Linked DNA regions of Mus musculus: region 1 is linked to region 2. A link is a contact called in public promoter capture Hi-C data. All regions are on one chromosome and are shown on one strand. The core of a region is the stretch at or near the end of the contact, and the rest is flanking DNA. Distances in the headings are between cores, read along the strand shown. Region 1 holds the start of Tafa2 (TAFA chemokine like family member 2). Region 2 holds the start of Usp15 (ubiquitin specific peptidase 15).

Region 1 (2,700 bases), core at 190-2,689, 67 kb before region 2:
GCACCTAGCGATGGTCCGGTAGCTTCCGCGGGCCGACGCCAGCCTCACCGCTCCTGCATCGCTTCCGAGATGCCGGTCCGCTGGCACCATCCAGGGGCATAGGGACCTCAAGTCCGCCGGTGTGTGTTCGCAGAGGGCGAGCGAGTGTGAGTGCTGCCTCCTCCGAAGGCTAAAGGGGGGCTCGGCAGCGTCTTCACCTACAAGCTGGGGTCCCCCTTCCCCGAAGCAAAAGGAAGGTGCAGCGCGCGAGGTCGGTCCCCGGGCTCTGCTCTTTATCCCACAGTGTCAAAGTAATCGGAAGGGTCGTCGACCGAGGGGGAGAGCCAAAGTCTCCGCAGCCCCCGGCGGCGCCCGCGGTCGCCCGCTGTCCCCGGCGATGCGCTGCGCGCGGTGGTGCGCTCGGCTCCCGCGACTGCGAGGATCCAGGCGGGCTCCAGCCACCGCCGCTCTTATTCCATCTCCGGTTTGTTTGCTTTGAGCGGCGAGCGAGGACTTTTCCTCTCGCCCCGCGTCGGCTCTCCCTTGCACACAAACGCGCGCGCTCACACGTTCCCCCTCTCCCGCCCTCCCCCGGGTTCTCTAGGGAAAGGCAATTGGACGCGGTGATTCACCTTCAGCAGAGCAGCCTCCGCCGCCGAGCACACTCCTCGAGTTCCCCGGCTCTCCCAGGTCTGCAGGCTCCCGGTGTGGAGCGGTTCTGAGCAGGCTCGCGGGCTGTGCGCTCGGCCGGCGTCCTCCCCGGGAGACGCCTGCGTTCCCGCAGCTCGCACTCGGGTCCCGCGGGTGCCCTCTCGGACACCTGGGCGCCGTCGAGTCGCGTCCACTTAGCAGCAACTCCCGGCCAGCTGCAGCCCCTCGATCGCGCCTCCAAGTGCAGCCGGTAGAGCTCCTCGCATCCCACCCGCCGCCACTCTCCGCATCGTGTGCTCCAAGGGAGGGAACCCCTCTGCTGTCCCCCCAAGTCACGAGCGCGCCGGCACCTTCACCACCTTGGAGGTGCGAGTTCCAGCAGCAGACACAAGCGAGCAGGTGTCGCCTGTGTCACTTCGCCAAAGGCGGGAGTGAGAAAGAACGGAACAAGGGGAGGGGCCCGAGGAAACAAATCCAGATCACCAGAAGAAAAAAAAAAAAAAAGCCAAAAAATAAAATAAAATAAAATAATTTTAAAAAGCAATCAAAGCTTCTCCCTCTCTGAGTCCCACCACAAGCTCTGTACTGTTAAAATACACTAAAGATAATGTTCGAAAGTCACCCCAACGGGCAGAGCCCTGCTAGTCCACCCTAGACCCCTGTTCCACTCAGCGGGCTGGCCGTTGGGAGCGACTGGCCCCACTGTACAAAGCACAGAGAAGGCAGGCAAAGATGGGTTCTGACACTCCAGGCTGAGTTAAGCAGTAAAATGGGACGGCTGGACCGGGAGGCTTTGACTCCCTCTGTCTCCCTCCCAATTCTGTCAGCAGTGGCTGCAGATGCTGAGAGCAAACCACCTTCCTGCAGAAAGAAAAAAAAAAAAAAAAAAGTATAAGACAGCAAACGTTGCAAATGCTGGACTATGTCTCCCTCTAGCGGTAAATCTGGATTAGAACGCTTTGCCGGCTGTCACGGAGACTCATAATTTTTCTTCCAAAAAAATAAACAAGAATTTTCTTACACTATCCGATTTAAGAGGATTTTGAATTTCTACAACTAACAAATTCTGACAGAGTCAAAGTTAAGGGGGTTTTAACACAATCCCATGATAGCATATTCATTGCTAAAGGAATATCCTAACTTTACAGAGATTTCAGAGACAGATCCTAGAAGGTCATGTCCTTAAGGTTTGGCCAAATTGGGTCCTGGTTTAAGCGGTGTACATAAGATCTTCCAAGAAAGGACTTCTTAGACTCAGCTCATTTTGATCGTGCTTATGAATGAGAAAACATTTAAGCTAGTGGTTAGGATAGTACGAAAAATGAGTAAGACTTAGACACAATGAGAGAAAATGTCGACTCTGGAACGCTTACTCAGGGATCTTGTCTGTAACTGACTCCTCTCTCGTTCCACTAGGTTAATTTTTCAAACTAGCTAAATTCTCCCCAGGTCTAAGTAGTTGTGTTTCCCCAGCCCTGAGTCATTGAAAGATTAGCATAATTCTTTCCACCATCTATAAACTACCACTTATTACCATAGTTACTAAGAACTAAGGAATATGTTTTAGCTGGTGATTTTATGGTAACATAATTTAGCCTTATTTTCTATCTAAAGGGTTTTATGTAGTTGATTTGGGAGGGCTATTTTAACAAAGCATTCCTGCAAATTTTATTAAAAAGATTTGTTACGTCAGACACAACTAAGCTAGGCACACCTGTAACTTTGCTGTTTAGAGTTTGTGAACATTGTCATTTAGTGGGAGGTGTGCCTTAGGCATTTGTGTGCTTTTAAATAGAAAATATGTATCAAGGTCATGATTAAACAGTTTTCTATTCATTTTGAATTTTTTATTTATTCTTTTCTAACTTGATCATTGTACTTAGTCTACTCTTTAAAAAAGGCAATAATTTACTTTTTCAATTGGGAGTAACTGAAGCAATTTCAAATAAAAATCCAAAACAAAATAATATAGGGTTTTGAATTTTAATCGATTGTATCTGGTAGGTTTGTGAGACTCCGGGGCATGGCAATCATTGTGCACAACATATCTTCAAATGACCTCTTTCAAAA
Region 2 (2,700 bases), core at 94-2,593:
ATCACAGGCTACTCTAAGGGAGGCAATCCCATAATTAAGGTTCCCCTCTTTCCAAGTGACTTTAGTTTCTGTCAAGCTGACAAACCCTAACCAGGGAAACACTGCTTTCTCTTGGATGGGCCAGCAGTCCTCACTAATGCAGGCACCCCCTTCCTTACTGAGTTTCCCACCAAAACTAGGAGGCTTAAAAAATGGAGAGACCATTGCCCATCCTTTAACTTGTCACCTACTGTTCTACTGAGGTAGCCGTCTTCATTCTTAGAAACAGCAGTTTTGCCTTAGTTAATTTTGAAACGTTTGCCTCAAATGGTGTAGAATGGTACTAGACCATTAAACCGCAGTGCACACACACACACACACACACACACACACACACACACACGCACACACACGCACACACACGCACACTCACACGCCAAATTATAAAGAGAACTTAGTTGCAGCTTTTACGGAGTTTGTATCTTAATTCAGCCTTTCATGGAGGTACTGAGTACTGGGGATTTGAAATCTGTGCGATAACCTTGCACTTCCAGTTGCCGTGTGACCTTGGCATTTGATTTTTAAGAGGCTCAATTTCCCCGTTTGTAATTGTTGCCTTCAAATGCAGCTTGTATTATCGAGTCTAACTTTAGGCATATACAACCATGAAATTTAATCTAGGGGAATGCTAATTTGACGCCCATGAGGTTTCTCCCACGTTTCTAACCCCCTTCAGTACCTGGCCTTATTCAATACATCTTTAACTGCTTGTTCACCTAGAAACTGGGACATGTTTTGCACTGCAGCTAACGTGTGTGTGTGTGTGTGTGTGTGTGTGTGTGTGTGTGTGTGTGTCCACGCGCGCTAGGAGGCGTCACAAAGAGCTTATGAAAGGTAGAAGTCCCTACAGACAGCAAGCATGGGAGAGCTGGGAAGAACCTAGGAAGGGCACTGCGCCCAAACCTTTGGTTTCAGAGCCCTCTTTGTGCCAATATTCAGTGGGCTTGGGCTCTGCGGCTGGAAAGGAAAAGCCCCAAGTCACGGAACTGCGCGCTTTCTGCCATGTCCCAGCCGGCCCCGCCCTCCAGTAGGAGTGAACCCGCAAAAACATGGGTTTGGAGGCGGCTGCGGCAAGAAAAGGGCCAGCATGGCAAGGAGAGTCCGAGCAGGGCAGGGCAAAGGCAGGGAGAGAAAGCGCGGCACCCGGTGAGAACCGTGCAAACTCAGAGGTCTGGGGCGGCGGCGGCGACCACGCCGTGCTGCGGGGCGTGCGGGGACCCGAGGGGGCAGCAGGGCGCAGGCGCGCACCCGCCGCGCTCCCCGCCGAGCCACGCCCCCAGACCCCCGCCCTCGCGCCCCATTTGGTACAGACCTGCCGGCGGGGCGGGGCCGGGGACGCCATTCCCACAATGCTCCGGGGCGTGCCGCCGCCGTCGCCGCCGCCTCCGCTACGGCTAGTGGAAGAAGATGGCGGAAGGCGGAGCGGCGGACCTGGACACCCAGCGTTCTGACATCGCGACGCTGCTCAAAACCTCGCTCCGGAAAGGGGACACCTGGTAGGGAACGGGGTCGCGGGGCCCGCGGGGGCCCGAGGCTGGCGGAGAGCTGGGCGGGAGCGGTGGGCTGGTGTCGCCGGCTGGTGACAGGTGCGGACAGGTCCGGCGGCGGCCGCTCAGGCAGCAGATTTTGGGGGCAAAGGTTGGACCGGCGCAGAGGGCCGGGGCTCGCGGTGGGCGGTGCGCGCCCGGGGCTGCGCGGAAGCGGCGGCCGGGGCTCGCGGGGCTCCGGGTCCTCCTCCCTCCGGCAGTGCCGCTCCCACTTGGGGCCTTGGCGGAGCCCGGGTGCAGTGGCTCGGCGTGAGCCTGCCTGCCGCTGGTTTTTTTTTTTTTTTTTTTTTTTTTTTTTTTTTTTTTGACAGATCCCGGTCGCGCCGCTCCTCCTCGCTCGCCCGCCGCGCTTCTCTGGTCACTCCTTCCCCGGCGTCGTCCGCACCCAAGTTCCCCATTATTCCGATCCTTGTAGTCTTCCGGGAGCCGGGCTTCAGGATGTTTGCGGCGGGGACCACACAGGTGGTGTGTGTCAGGGCTCCGCTGAAAAGGAAACCCCTAATTTCCACTTCCTTGTCAAAAAGGAGGGAGCGGTGTAGGGACCTTGTTTTTTTAATTTTTTTTTCTTGAGAGAGAGAGAGAGAGAGAGAGAGAGAGAGAGAGAGAGAGAGAGAGAGAGAGAGGCACCACGTGGTCCTGTGCTTTGCTCCTGGCTCGATAGGAGCCGGCAGCGCTTCTGTTTGGAAGTGCAGCCCTTCCCTCCGGTTTGAAGGATAACGTAGGCCTGCAGAAAGTAGATAAGTCCACTTGAAGCTTAAAGGCTTGCTCATATTCAAACTTGTAAAATGCCAAAATAAGAGGGTACTGTACCTAAATAACTAGAGGAAGCATGTACAAAATTTAACACTCGTCAGCCAAAGCAGTTAACTTACAGAATTATTTAAATAAAGGGAAAGTTCTGTTTTAGGGGAAGGGCAGTGTGCCTGTGTGTTCTTTCGTTCTTTCTTTCTTTCTTTCTTTCTTCCTAAGTTACTTTTCCTTCCTTCTGTCTCCGTACTAGTGGTTTATAGCGTCTCAAGTGCCTGTTAGGTACTCCAGTGTGGCTAGTGGAAAGAGACTTAAGACCTGATTTATTCACAGTTCTCAAGTGCTTGTTAGGCACTCCAGTGTGGCG

What was found. Capture Hi-C pulls out chosen DNA fragments and counts their contacts.
Region 1: a contact with region 2 is called in a promoter capture Hi-C map of adipose tissue. The contact joins the promoter of Tafa2 here to the promoter of Usp15 in region 2. A contact is called at or near these places in 1 of 39 promoter capture datasets (3T3-L1-derived adipocytes), 2 of 484 Hi-C or Micro-C datasets (embryonic stem cells and trophoblast stem cells), 1 of 115 datasets of contacts at active chromatin or transcription factors (embryonic stem cells) and 2 of 9 other capture datasets (adipose tissue and pancreatic islet).

Annotation. Positions count from the first base shown.
Region 1 is chr10:123,262,815-123,265,514 of GRCm38.p6, reverse strand. It overlaps Tafa2 (TAFA chemokine like family member 2), which reads right to left and starts at 1,439. Exons shown (of 5, transcript NM_001252387.1): 1 at 1-1,439.
Region 2 is chr10:123,195,662-123,198,361 of GRCm38.p6, reverse strand. Usp15 (ubiquitin specific peptidase 15) reads left to right here and starts at 1,343. Exons shown (of 22, transcript NM_027604.4): 1 at 1,343-1,535. The coding sequence starts at 1,447. It overlaps Gm4129 (a long non-coding RNA gene), which reads right to left. Exons shown (of 3, transcript XR_003949042.1): 1 at 1,352-2,700.